2 separate regions of the Gossypium hirsutum genome follow, and region 1 is linked to region 2. Evidence: chromatin contacts called from public Hi-C data. All regions are on one chromosome and are shown on one strand. Each heading gives the region's core, a stretch centred on a gene start, on an enhancer-like site or on the middle of the called end of the contact. The rest is flanking DNA. Distances are from core to core; before and after follow the strand shown.

The links. A called contact is a pair of places that touch in the nucleus more often than the background predicts.
Region 1: a contact with region 2 is called in a Hi-C map of leaf, with 2.2 times the contacts expected there. The contact joins the enhancer-like site here to the promoter of LOC107951313 in region 2. A contact is called at or near these places in 2 of 34 Hi-C or Micro-C datasets (both in leaf).

The regions. Positions count from the first base shown.
Region 1 is chrA02:43,707,181-43,713,891 of Gossypium_hirsutum_v2.1, reverse strand. LOC107951314 reads left to right here. Exons shown (of 8, transcript XM_016886317.2): 2 at 1-1,135; 3 at 1,223-1,313; 4 at 1,434-1,591; 5 at 1,690-1,741; 6 at 1,989-2,068; 7 at 2,155-2,248; 8 at 2,333-3,338. The coding sequence ends at 2,922. Among protein-coding and RNA genes, the nearest start is that of LOC107951314, 4.2 kb to the left of the region's middle. Within about 2 kb of position 3,036, at least 7 of the 9 cell types and tissues checked have an H3K27ac peak or open chromatin away from gene starts, as enhancers often do. A contact at or near this core is called in leaf, where this site is marked.
Region 2 is chrA02:43,580,886-43,587,661 of Gossypium_hirsutum_v2.1, reverse strand. It overlaps LOC107951313 (probable trehalase), which reads right to left and starts at 5,413. Exons shown (of 10, transcript XM_016886316.2): 1 at 4,656-5,413; 2 at 4,371-4,490; 3 at 4,066-4,181; 4 at 3,874-3,974; 5 at 3,671-3,780; 6 at 3,510-3,582; 7 at 3,254-3,421; 8 at 3,070-3,157; 9 at 2,884-2,983; 10 at 2,314-2,805. The coding sequence starts at 5,281. The coding sequence ends at 2,505.

The DNA of each region.
Region 1 (6,711 bases), core at 1,787-4,286, 130 kb before region 2:
AGAAGAAGATGATAAATTCTTTGATAGCAGGGAGGAGATTTCTTCTGCATCTGAGGAATGTGGTCCTAGTCCTGATTTAGGCTTAGTTAATGATTTTTTGGATAGTTTTGATCATTTCGAGTTCTGGTCTGCGTTCCCACAAAGTGTTGATAAGCGTCGGCATAACTTTAGAAGATGGATGGATCTAAGTTTCGATGGGAATTCGATTACCGGGGAGGTTCCTGGTAGTTCCGACAGGGATGAACTTGAAGTGGGAATTTCTAGAATCTCACTAGATAGTGGAGCTGTGTTGAGGACTTCAGGTCTTGAACATGGGGTTTCATCCAACCAGTCCTTGGTGTCTTCTCGGTTCGATGATGCTCAACAACCTGAGGATCATTTTGCATGTCAAGCCGATAATTTGGATGGTCAAGTGGAATCAGTAACAGTTGAACAGTGTCAGAATGGAATAAAAAGCTGTTTACAAAGTTCAAGTTCAAGTAGATCTGTTTGTTCCCAAGTGTCTGAGCGAACTACTATGTTATCTCCTTTGGTTGAGCGGCACTTGGATGGGGAGGTCAAGGGAAGACCTGCAATAGATGTGAAAAGGAAAGTGAAAAGGAGTTGGTTAAGAAAATTAGGTGCCATGGCTCATATTGTTGATAGACATGTTGATGTTTCATCGATGCCTGGTAATCATGATTCGGTGCCCGGGGAAAGGATGAAAAGGGTAAGACCTCATCCATCTAGCAAGCATTCCAAGGAGTTGTCTTCCCTCTATTGTGGGCAAGAATTTGTAGCACATGAAGGGTCCATCTTGACGATGAAGTTCAGTCTGGATGGCGAATTCCTAGCAACTGCAGGTGAAGATTGTATTCTGCGTGTATGGAAGATTGTTGAGGATGACAGTTTAGACAAATTTGATATCCAAGATCTTGATCCATCATGTCTTTACTTCAGAATGAATCATCTCTCACAGCTGATTCCTCTTAATGCCGATAAACAAAATATAGATAAAATAAAGAGGTTAAGGAGATCATCTGATTCAACTTGCGTCATTTTCCCACCCAAGGTCTTCCGAGTTTTGGAGAAGCCTGTGCATGAATTCCAAGGGCACAGCGCAGAAATTTTGTCTCTTTCGTGGTCTAAGAAAGGGGTAAAGTTCCTAGACTTCATCTTCCTTGTTAAATTGCTTTCGGTCTCTATTGACAGATAAAAATGTAATATATATCCTTTGTTGTAGTTTCTACTGTCATCTTCTGTCGACATGACCGTTCGTCTGTGGCAAGTGGGATACGATGGATGCTTGAGGGTTTTTTCTCATAACAATTATGGTAGGCCTTCCATAACCCTAATCCAAGCTGTACAGAAATAGTAGTTAATTACATTTTTTTGTTTTGTTAGCTGGTCATCGTCTTTCATTACATGACATTAACATGTGTATTATTCTGTAGTAACTTCTGTTGCCTTCAACCCTGTGGATGACAATTATTTCATCAGTGGTTCAATTGATGGCAAAGTTCGCATTTGGGAAGTGCTTCGTTGTCGAGTCATTGATTATACAGATGTAAGGGATATAGTCACTGCTGTTTGTTATCGGCCTGATGGAAAGGTTTGTCGAATCTTTTGCTTTTATTAGCTTGTTGAAAATTTTGGTTTCTTTCCTGAAATTTAATAGATTTAAAAAATAATAATGTTTGATTATTGTAGGGAGGAATTGTTGGTTCAATGACTGGCAGCTGCCGCTTCTATGATATAATAGGTATGTTCATGTACGGAAGCCAGGATTTTATAGTACATTAATGCGGCTATTGAACATTGAATTCTGATAATACGAGTATATAGCCGTTAAAAAAAGATTTAATCATGGGATAATATTAAGTTCATCCAACTAGCTAAGGCCTAAGGTGGTCGGTTTTGCAATAAACATAGTGTTCTGCACCAATGGTCCTTTTGTTGCTAGTAGTTTCTGCTTAAACCTCGGTGAATAATTTTAACTGTTCCTATAGGTACTCGACTTCAACTTGATGAACCGATATATTTACAAGGAAAAAAAAAGTTACCTGGAAAAAGGATAACTGGCTTCGAGGTGGTTAAATTTAATCCTTACATTTCTTTTTCATTATATTTTTTTCTCCCAGGTGAAGGCTTACATATTGCTGTTTCACTTTGTAGTTCTCTCCTACTGATCCAAGTAAAGTGATCATTACTTCAGCTGATTCACTTGTCCGTGTCGTGTCCGGGAGAGATGTCATATGCAAAGTGAAGGGTGAGTATTTCACACTTCTGTTTATATAATCTGTTGTTTATGATCACGAGGTAGTAGTTGATTTCGCTTCTTTTCGTCTTCCAGCATCCGGCTTTCGAGTTGCAACGAGTCAGATATCTGCAACTTTTAGCCAAGATGGGAAACAGATCATCTCAGCCAGCGAGGATTCCAATACCTACATCTGGAATTACGCCAACCAGGAGAAGAACAGTTCCAAGGTGAAAAGCATTTCGTCTTGCGAGAGTTTCCTCTCCCACAATGCATCGGTTGCTATACCTTGGCGTGGAATCGAGACCATTCCTGCAACACTTACATCCCTAGAACTGGGTGGTGGGGATGTGAGGAGAAACAGCCACCCAAGCTGGCAGAAACATCAAAGTCCAAAAGTGGAGCCGGAACAACCTATGCCTAATTCTTCACCAGATTGTTTCTCTTTAACGCGGGTTCTATTGGAGTCATTAACAAAGGGGTCTCCAACTTGGCCTGAAGAGACACTCCCCAACGCGAGTCCGGTGACAGTTGCATCTGACGTGTGCAAGTTCGAGTTAAAGGTTTTGAAAAGTGCCTATCAAAGCATGTTGAGTTCCCACAAGTGGGGACTTGTGATAGTTACTGCAGGCTGGGATGGACGGATTCGAACCTACCTCAATTATGGTCTACCTATTCGATTATAAGACCCCTCCAAAGATTCAGCAAGCTTTAACCAGGGACTGAATTCATGGCTGTTGCTGCAACAGGCTAAGGTTCGTTGGTCCCCTTCCCTGCATGTGGGTCTGGACCCATCTTAGATTTGGAAGTGTATTAGAGTGCTATCAGTTCAAAGGGTTCGTTAATTTAGGGTCAAATCCAGTCAGGTCCCAACAAGTGGCTGGGGTTTAATATTTTGTTGGATCACAGCTTATAGATATCAAATTTATATATATATATATTATTTTACTGATTCTTTGATTTGTTTGAGGGACTATGAGCTCTAAATTATGTGCTAACGGGCCCTTTCTTTTTGTAAGTAATTATTTTTAGCAGTATAAAGGAACTTGTAACAACCATATTTGCATATCAATATTTTCGATAATTAATTTTCAAAAGACAATATTTTCGATTTTTGATAATTTTATTCAAAAATGCAACTAGTTTTCTTTGTCGTGGGATGCACGAGTTATTATTGTAATTTTTTTTTGTTTAATCAACATATATTACAAGCGATAAAATATAATTTTATGAAATATTTAAAATTATAATGAACATTATAAATAAATATTAGTTTAAAAAACATATAATGTAAAAAGTATTAACTTTCATGAATGCTAAATTATATATACATCAAATCATAAAACAAAATATACATAATAACAAATATAAACAATTTAACCATAATTTATACATAATGTTAAACATTAATATTTAATTTATTTAAACTATTTTGAAAAAAAAACTTGGACCTACCTTTAATTAAAATAAAAAATTATATAATTATTTAATTTAATTTTTTGCTTTTACGTAACCCTAAGCACTCTCTATATTTCCTACTCTTCAATACTATAGAAGTTACCGAAGTCGCCTTTTATCAACTCTTTTTTTACACAAAAACCAACTCAATTTCTTCGAAAACACAAAAAAAAGTTTCAACACAGATAAGATTGATTTTAAGTCTTTTTTGACCATCAATCTTTATTTTTTTTTCAATATGCTTTGTCTAACATATTTAATAAATAAATTCAATGTTTTAATATTTGTTTTCTTTCAAAAGGTTTCAATCTTTCATAGGTTTGTGAGTTAATTTTTTTTAGATAATTACGCTTATTTTCTTTAAATTAAGAATTGTTTTTTTAATTTAATGTATTATAAGTAATAAATTATATATCATTAAAAATATTCCACATATGAAATTCCATATCGTCCCCTTCAACTTTTTTAATGGTATTTTCATTAAATCTGTTAGAAAAAGCAGATTGAAAAAAAAGAACAAAGGTTAATGGCCAAAAACAACTAAAAAATACAATTAGGGTCATTTTGACAAGACATGCAAACGTTAGTGGCCAAATTTATTGTTAAGCCTTTTTTATAGCATCCAACATCAATAATTAATCCACTAAAGAATTGACAAAGTAAAATTAGGGCTAAAAATATCATATTTTTAGTAAATTAAGTACATTGCTCGACTAAATAGTAATATAAGTGACAAAATTACCTACAATTTAAATGCAAATATAATCATTTGATTTCAAAACTAATCATGATGGGTGTAACTCCATGAATTATCATATATGAAAAGTAGTAGTATTTATTTAAAACATTAAAATTAAAGCAATTAAAAATGTTAGATACTAATGGGCCAACTAATCATAATATTAAAAAAGCTGAAGTGTCAAGCAATTAATGGTGCCACTTGTCAGTATCAGAATTATCCAAGAACTTAAACTTTTCAAATTTGCAAGTATACCTTTATATATATATATTAAAATAAATCATTCAGTTTTTTTTGAAACAAAGTCAATATGCATTGAAAAAAAAGAAAATTAAAACACACAAGGTAAATGGAAAAGAAACAGTTGTCCTAATAGCTGTACAAGCCTGCTAGCAACTGAGAAGGTGCCTCGAGCTTTCCTAAAACATTAACTAAAGAAATGAAAAGAGTCTTAATTCCTAAAAATTAAATAAAACCTATCAACTAAACCACAAAACCTTTCTGTTCCTAAACACATTTCTTTTTTTCTACATTTGTAAACACATTGGAGTCTACTGGTGTATTGCCATCGTTGTGTTTTCCTTTGAAACACCATACTAGACCACTCCAAAACTAAGTTTGTTGGAGAAATAAGCCATCCCCGAACTCAGAAAGACGAAAATAAACCTTTATTGTTCTAAGATCCTTTTTTGATCTTTGATGACATTAGGTTCTACTTTCGAAGGTACCTCTTCCATTCAGTAGATCGGGCCAGAGAGACTGTGCCCTCGTGTTGTGAGAGTGTGCGCTGCTTCATTTGCCTTCCGAGGGATATATTGAAATATAAGTTAAGAAATCTAGGTCTTTTCTTTTTTATTTCATCAACTATGTTACCAATCACCGATGTATCCTCTGAAACAGACTTGATTTTTTAATAATAGTTAAGGTATCACCTTTCACAACAAGGTCTCGAAACCCCATTCCTTCCCCAAATATGATAGTCTAAAGACATGCCTTTGTACCGCGGTGGTCGGGTTCCACTTCTTCCTAGAGGGTAGGTGCACGATCCCATCACAAAACCTTCATAATTTATTATTATGATTCCTGTTGTTGCTTTCAATTCTTGTTGAAAAAATATTGCATTGAAATTTACCTTCATTTGTTCTGCCTTCGGGGGTCTCCAAAAGTTCTCATTTGTCTTCATATTAATCTCTGTTATGGTTTGTATCTGATTCAATTCTAACACATAAGTTTTTATAAATCCCACAACCTCTTGTACCCTCCCATTTTCCCCCTCATGGTAGAATTTATTTCGATTATACCACACTGCCTAAAATGAGATTGCCATGATTGTACACTGTTGAATGTTACTATTACTAAAAAGAAGAACTAACCATTGTTTCCATGTTTGTTCTGTGTTTATTTGTGAGGAATATACACTAACCCCTTAAAGGACCTTCCGTGTGAACTCACAGTCTCAAAATAGATGCTCCATAATTTCCTTTTCCTCTAAACAAATTGGGCACACAACACCATTCCCGAGTCCTCGAATTTTTAGATTGCTAAGCGTCGAAAGATAATTGTTTGTTATTCTCCATAATTTTATCTTTATCTTGTTGAGGATCGAGAGATTCCAAAATTTTGTAAAATAGGCCTTTATATTTGTTTGGTTTGTATTAAAATTATCCAATAGTTGTAGCTCTTCTATAATTAGCTGTTTATATCCGCTCTATACTATGTACTCGCCCGACTTATCTCCTCTCCATGTCAGTACGTCCTATTATGTCCTACTTACCAACGAAATAGTAAGGACTGCCTCGACTTGTTCCCTCTCTAGTAAGTGCCAAACTGCATCATAGTTCCATGTAAAAAAGTCTTTATAAATTAGATCTACTACTTTGTTATAGTTGATGTTTATATTCTGACTAGTCACTCTTCCACTGTCAGAGATAGGTAGCCAAGCATCATTCCAGATGTTTGTTGCCTCGTCGTTTCTTATCCTCTAGCTCGTTCCCTTTTTTAGTGAACTACGCGCATTCCAAAGGCTGTGCCAAATAAAAGAGGGGTAAGCTCTTAAACCTGCATTTAAAAAATTATCTCAAGGATAATATTTAAATTTCATTACGCGCGCAAACAAACAATTAGGTTGGGTGAATAGTTTCTACCCCTGTTTAGCCAATAGGGCAGTATTAAAAAATGCAAGATCCCTAAACCCCAAACCCCCAAACGTCTTTGGACTACATATAGTAAACTAGGTACTCCAATGAATACCCTTATTATATTTTAAATTTCTCCACCA
Region 2 (6,776 bases), core at 4,164-6,663:
GATATGTTTTTGATAGATTAATTTGGACTCATGATACCAGTGGTCGGTACACTACAAGATCGGGATATGCTCTTCCTACTTCAATTACCTCCTCACCAGTACTAGCATTTCTAAGAGACTTTGGACCCTACAAAATGTGGAAAATTATGAATAAGGGATATTGCCAAAAGAATTCGTGTTGTGCACTTTGTGGAATTGAGATTGAAGGTGATGGGCATGTTTTTTCTAAATTGCACGAGCAGTTTGGTTACATAGCAAACATGGAATTCTTCTTTCAACAGTTTTTTTAACTTACTGTCATCCTTTGGTGTGTTAGAAAATGCAGGAATTAGAAAAATCTTTGATGTATTGCCATCTCATGCTCTACACTTATCAAGCACTCTAGCAAAGCAGTGGTCATAACTCAGAGGCCTTCTCGACGTCTGGCCATTGGGTTACTCAACTGCTTATATTCAACATTGAATTCTCCACTCTTCAATTCTATCACAACAAGTTCGCTCAACTGCTTATATTTCTTGAAAAAAAGGGCAGCAGAAAAGCGAAAGCCTAGCTGAATGGCATATGCTCTCTTGTAAACTTCATGCAATCAGAGAAGTCCTTCGTGTTGCACCTCAGATTAATAACTCCTTCGGACTCAAGAATCCTCAAAACTACTGCAAAGTAAGGAGGAAAATAGCAATCAAAATACCAACCTTAGATTGAAGACATAGGAAAATGTTGAATCTCGTTCACCAAGCGGCTCTGTTCTTGGAAAATTTATAAATGACTAAAAAGGGTGCATAAAACCCTCAAATTTTTTTAAAAAAAATAATTAAATCCTTTTTTTTCACTCATTTGGGTACCTAAACTTTCAAAATATATGAAAAAGGCCCTCAAACCTTTTTCAAGAAAAAAGCAATTAAGCCTCTACTTTTTTTTTGCACTCAATTAGGTACTTAAACTTTCAAAATATATCAAAAATACTCTCAAACTTTTTAAAAAATATATAATTAAGCCTCCGTTTTTATTAAAAATTAAAAAAATTATAAAAATTTAAAATCAATAAAAGTTATAAATATTATTAAATTTTAATAAAAATTTTAAAATATTAAAAATTAGAAAATATAAAAATCGTAAAAAATATAAAATTTTATAAAAATCGTAAAAAATTATAAAATATATAGAAATATAAAAAAAATATAAAATTTTATAAAGTCATAAGAAAATTATACAAAATTTAAAGAAATATAAATTTCGTAAAAGAATTTATAAAAATTATCATACCAAAAGAAGTATTTTATAATTTTTCTATAACTTTTATTGATTTTTATTTTTTATCATTTTTCGCCACATGCCACGTTGTGTTGCAACACATGATGACTTTAATTGAAAATAAAAGGGGTTGTTAAATTTTTTTATGACTTTTATAAAATTTTAAAATTTTTTATTTTTTACGATTTTTATAAAAGAAAATTCTAATTTTTAATAAATTTTAATTTTTTAAAATTTTTATTAAAATTTAATAATTTTTATAAAATTTATTATTTTTTATAATTCTTTTCTAATTTTTAATAAGAGCAGGGGCTTAATTGCTTTTTTTTTGAAAATTTTTAAAGGCCTTTTTGATGCATTTTGAAAGTTCAAGTGCTCAATTGAGTGCAAAAAGAAAAGGGCTTAATTGCTTTTTCTAAAAAAGGTTTGAGGCCTTTTTACACATTTACGCCATGATTAAATTATAAATTAATATAGGGAAAATTATGCTTTGCCCCCAAAAATAAAAAAGAAAATTGTATTTAATTCTTTAAAAAATAAAAAATTATAAATTAATACAAGATAAAATCTATATTTAACCTCTCTAAAATTTTTAATTCAAAACTATACAATAACTACAAAAAGATGGAGAACATCCTTTGATTTTATAGGATATTAAACGTGAATGGAATAATAATTTAATACTTGAACGGAATTGTAGTTAAAAAATTTTTCAAACACTCATGTGATATGGGTTTAAATTGTGTTATTTTTATCCTCACCTTTAATATTGTATTAAAAAAAATGGTATTCATCAAATCAACCTTACCATTACCATGAATAATATATATTTGTGGGAGGGCCTAACTCGGGCTTGTACTTTTTCCATTGTTTGTATTTATTACTTTTATTTAATAATTTAATTGAGTCAATGAACTTAGTTTTAAATTTACTTAAATTATCTTTCTAAATTGAGAAAATATATGCACAAGTACAAAAATTCAAAACATAAAATCCTTAACTCTAATTTTAGTATTTTGATGAAAGCCATATTTAGTTTATGTGTCTTGCCTTAGAATACGGTGGATAAATGTCCATCGGGAATGTCCTATGATTGCTTCCGTTTTCAAGTTTGAACACAGAAAAAAATCCCACTTAAGAGGGCCAAAAAGGAATTGCATTTCCATCTACACGCTTTTTGGAAACATAAACCTTGTTTTGTTTCTAGTATTATTAATATGCCTAAAAGGCTGGAACCCATTTTATTCCCTAGCTCAGTCGCAGTCAATCTTTTTGTCTTTAGGCCATCCAAACTCCTCCAAGAATGCCAATACAACTCCATTTGACCAACCAAAACCGGTCTGGGGCGTGTATTCTCCACCACCCCCAAACTCACCACATTTTTCCACATCATATTTCTCATGCATTGCCCCTGTTTTCTTGTAGGCGACGTAGTTGGTTTTGATCCACCTCTCAGCTATGTCTTTTGCCACTGTCCTTGCTTCCATTGATGCAGATTTTGATAGACCTTCAACTATCATATGCTGAAGTGGTGCCCAGCCATTTGGGAAATCCCTGTTGCCATGTTGGAATGTTAATGGCTATAGTATTTATTATAATATGTTTCAAGTGACTGAAGACATTTTTACTAACCATTGTTGGCCTGAATTTGTTAAAGAGGTTGCAATCCCAGCAGCACAGAGCAGGCCTGAGTTTTGAAGACTTTTTGTGACCTTTTCCACAAGATGAATATCTTCACATAAAATGTGTCAAAAGATCTTTTTTAAAGCTTTCTTCCATTTCAAGTTTCAAGAGGTAAGATAAATAGAAGCTACAAACCTGAGTTGAACAAATCAATCCACAAGGGAACAAAATTTGAAGCAAACACCTTCTGGTTTTGGTTCTCAGCTTTCCAAGTTTGAGGTTCCTGTTGGATCATTATCAAAATTCACTAAACTATAAAGAAAGTTATTAGATAGTGCAAATTATCATCACTTTACAAACTATGGAACTTGGAGACAACCTCACAGTCAGCGCCATTATTGAGCCAATAATCTAGCCATTGTCCCATGTTTTCATTCCAAAAAATAGAGCTGAATGCCTTTCGTCTTTTTTGAGAAGCTCTCAGGAAATCCTCAGTGATAGCGTTCTCCCCAACAGTTTTTGCTAAGAAGGCAATGTCAAGTTCCATCTAATATCAAGAAATGAACAGCATTTGGTCATTAAATCCATGGGAGTACCACCTATCTTAGAATTTCTCGAGACAAGTATTAACATACTCTTAGTATGAATATATTTAAATCAACAGGTAAGATTGTTGTTGTGGACAAAGTTGTAAAGTCAGAAGAGTTCCTGCAACATTAGAATTAACCACAAAAATCATTAGGGATGGTTCTTCAGTTAACCAATAGCATCATCTACATACAATAGTATAGATTACCTCATCCATCTTGTGCTGAAATCCCATCCAGATTCAGCAGTCGAAGCCAGCTCTCGGTAAAATTGCTGTTTCTCAGAATCATTCAAGAACTTGGAAGCAAGTTCTTCATCCTGACAGATAAAGCAAGCAAGTCAAAGAAGTAAAAGAAAAGGAAAAGAAAAAGGAACATTGGCAAGGTAGGCAACATGGAGTGAAGAACACACAATGGTTGATGATTCCGGCCTCGGCTTGTTCCACATTGCATAATACCGATTCAAAAAGTGATTACACTGCTCAGCATCACGGATAATCAACTCATGTATATCTATACGAAATCACAGAATGTAAAGGAGGAAGTTAAAAAGCTTATACAAAGAAGCAATTGTTCATACAAATAAAGTAAACATACATAGTACCTGAATTCCAATATCGATATTCTTTAATCAATGGTGGGAGAGATTTCTTAACGAATTCGACATCACCGGTCCGATTATATATCTCATAGACCATTGCACTCAAAAGAGGAGGCTGGCTGCAAAAGGGACCTTGAAGCTATTAGATAGTTGTACAAGGCAATGAGCAATTAAGACCGTAAAAACTAGTAGTAATTTACATTGTTTGATATAATGTAAAATATGAAAAGCACAAATGAAAAGTTAAAAGAAAACCCATTTTCATTTATTCCTAAAACAATGATAAGAAAATAACTGAATAGCATTACCTTCGATTGGTATAATAGGCTCTAGCACCATTAAGAACATGACCATAAGTGTCTAGCATGAAAATGAGATTAGTCACTATTGCTTTTGCAGTCTCGTACATTTTACTTGCCAGCAGGCCTCTGCACAAACATATTAAACATCAATCCCCATTAAGATTTTAAACTAAGGTATGTTGATTCCTTAAAAACTCCAATAAACTGTGAAGCCACATGGAAGCAATCTCCAAGAGAATATTCCTTTATGATCCTAAAATTAAAAACATTATGATGAAGTCAAAAACTAACCTGATAACCCAATAAGAATCCCAATAATAAACCTCAGTGAAACGTGAACCAGGAATTATTACAGGCCTTGGCAAAGGAAGCAGAGTATGCAATTCAGGATGATGAAGAACCGAGCTCGAAACTTTCCTGCTCAAATTCTTCCACAAAGCATGGACTTCCAATGCCCAACCTCTCACCTCTGGGCTCTCCACCTTGGGCAAAAAGCCATGCGGCTCAGGGACAAAATCCACTGGCTCGGCATATACAACATCATCCCCTGCATCAGTAAAGTACTTCCCGATAAACGCTTCAAAATCCTTAACAGAAACTGACCCATCTTCCGTCTTGGGAAGTTTATCGAATGCTTCCACGGTGGTGGAAAGATTAGACTTTAACGGTAAGTCTACATAGTGTTTAGGATCAAAATTCGATTTCCCATAAGTTTGCAAAGCAGTTTCTTGGACACGTACAAGGAAACTTAGTAAGGGTGTTGCAGGGATTACAGGACCCGGACCTTTGGTACATGATGATGGAGGTGAAAGTGGGTTAGCGAGGGCCATTGGAGGCAGCGATTGTGAAAGAATGAACACTGAAAAGAGAAAAAGGAAATGCCTTTTACGGTTGGTGTGGTAAAGAAATGGGGCCATAATGATGGGTAGAATCAAAGGAGATTGGACGAGACATGGATTAACGCGTGTTGACTTTTAAGGATCTGGAAAAAAAAAAGTAAGAAAAGGACGGCCGGTTATGTAATCGCAAAACGATGGTAATCAGGATTTACGATAAGGACTAAGCACGTGGACAACCATTGTAACATTGATATATAGGCAAAAAAAAAATCCTATTAAAATATACATTGGATCTGTGAGAGTTTGAAGTTGACTACGACTGTGGACAATGGTTAGCCAAGTGGATGAATGTAATTGCTGGTTAATAAAGAAATAGTGACAGTCATGGTCTTTGAAAATATTTGGAACGGCGTCTCTTTGAGTATTGATAAAATCAAAAGTTAAAGGCCAAAAGAAGGGATATTAGCATATATTGAAACTGGGGAAGAAAGGGAATTCGATGGTGAATTCTCCCATGGGTTTTGGATATTGGTTAGAATGTAGGGTATAGAAAGTAATATTTATGTTCTGAAAGTGATATGTACTAGTATTTGTGTTTGTTTTCATATCAAAAGTTTGTATCAATAGATATAAATCAGATATAATATCTGTTTAGATTAATATTGAAACAAACAATTTAAAATATACCGAAATTATTGAAATATACAAAAATTTAAAAGATATAATATACCAAAATGTATTTACTAATCTGTACCATACAGATAACCATGATTTTGGTATACTAAGTTGTTTAGCTAGATAAGAAGGTTATACTTTTGGCTCCTCAAATTTCAGCTCGATGAAAATATATTTTCAAGGGTTCACACAGATGTTATTGACCCCTTCGGTAAAAGCATATTTTTTATTTGGGAACAATTCTTTGTCTCTTTGCGATTTTGTAACAATTTGAAAGTTGTTGGTGTTGGATAAATTCAATTTCGAGACTTCGATTCTGTAAATCGATATTATAAATATTTTTATTAAATATTTATGGAGTTATATTCTAGGTGAATTGAATTCTGGATAGCCAAGTTTATCAAATTAATGATTAATTAGGTACAGGAAATAAATTGTAAAAGTAGTAAAAGTTCAATTGTTATGGACTTTTAATTAAGAAATGAGTCAAAGGACTGAAATAGCAATTAAACCATGTTATTATACTATTAGTTGACGGTAGCAAACATGGGTCATTAAATTGATTAATATAAAATATGATTTAAATTAATTAAAAGAAAAGAAAAAAAGAAAGAAATAACTTAAAATTTTATATTATTATCAAGTTAGTTGGGGATGGAATTACATTATCTTCTTCCCCACTCACCCGAAGCAAATATAAACAAAAGAAGGTTAACGCTATTTAGCGTTTTGGAAGCTTTAACCTTAAAATTCAAGTACTTAGTTTTTTTTTAAATTTTTATATTTTTGAAATTCCGGGAATTTAATCTAGCTTACCTGTGTGTTATTTTTCAAAATTGTTAAAGTTTTTAAAAGTTATTATTGTTGATTTCTTGAAGTTTTTTGTATTAAATTGTTA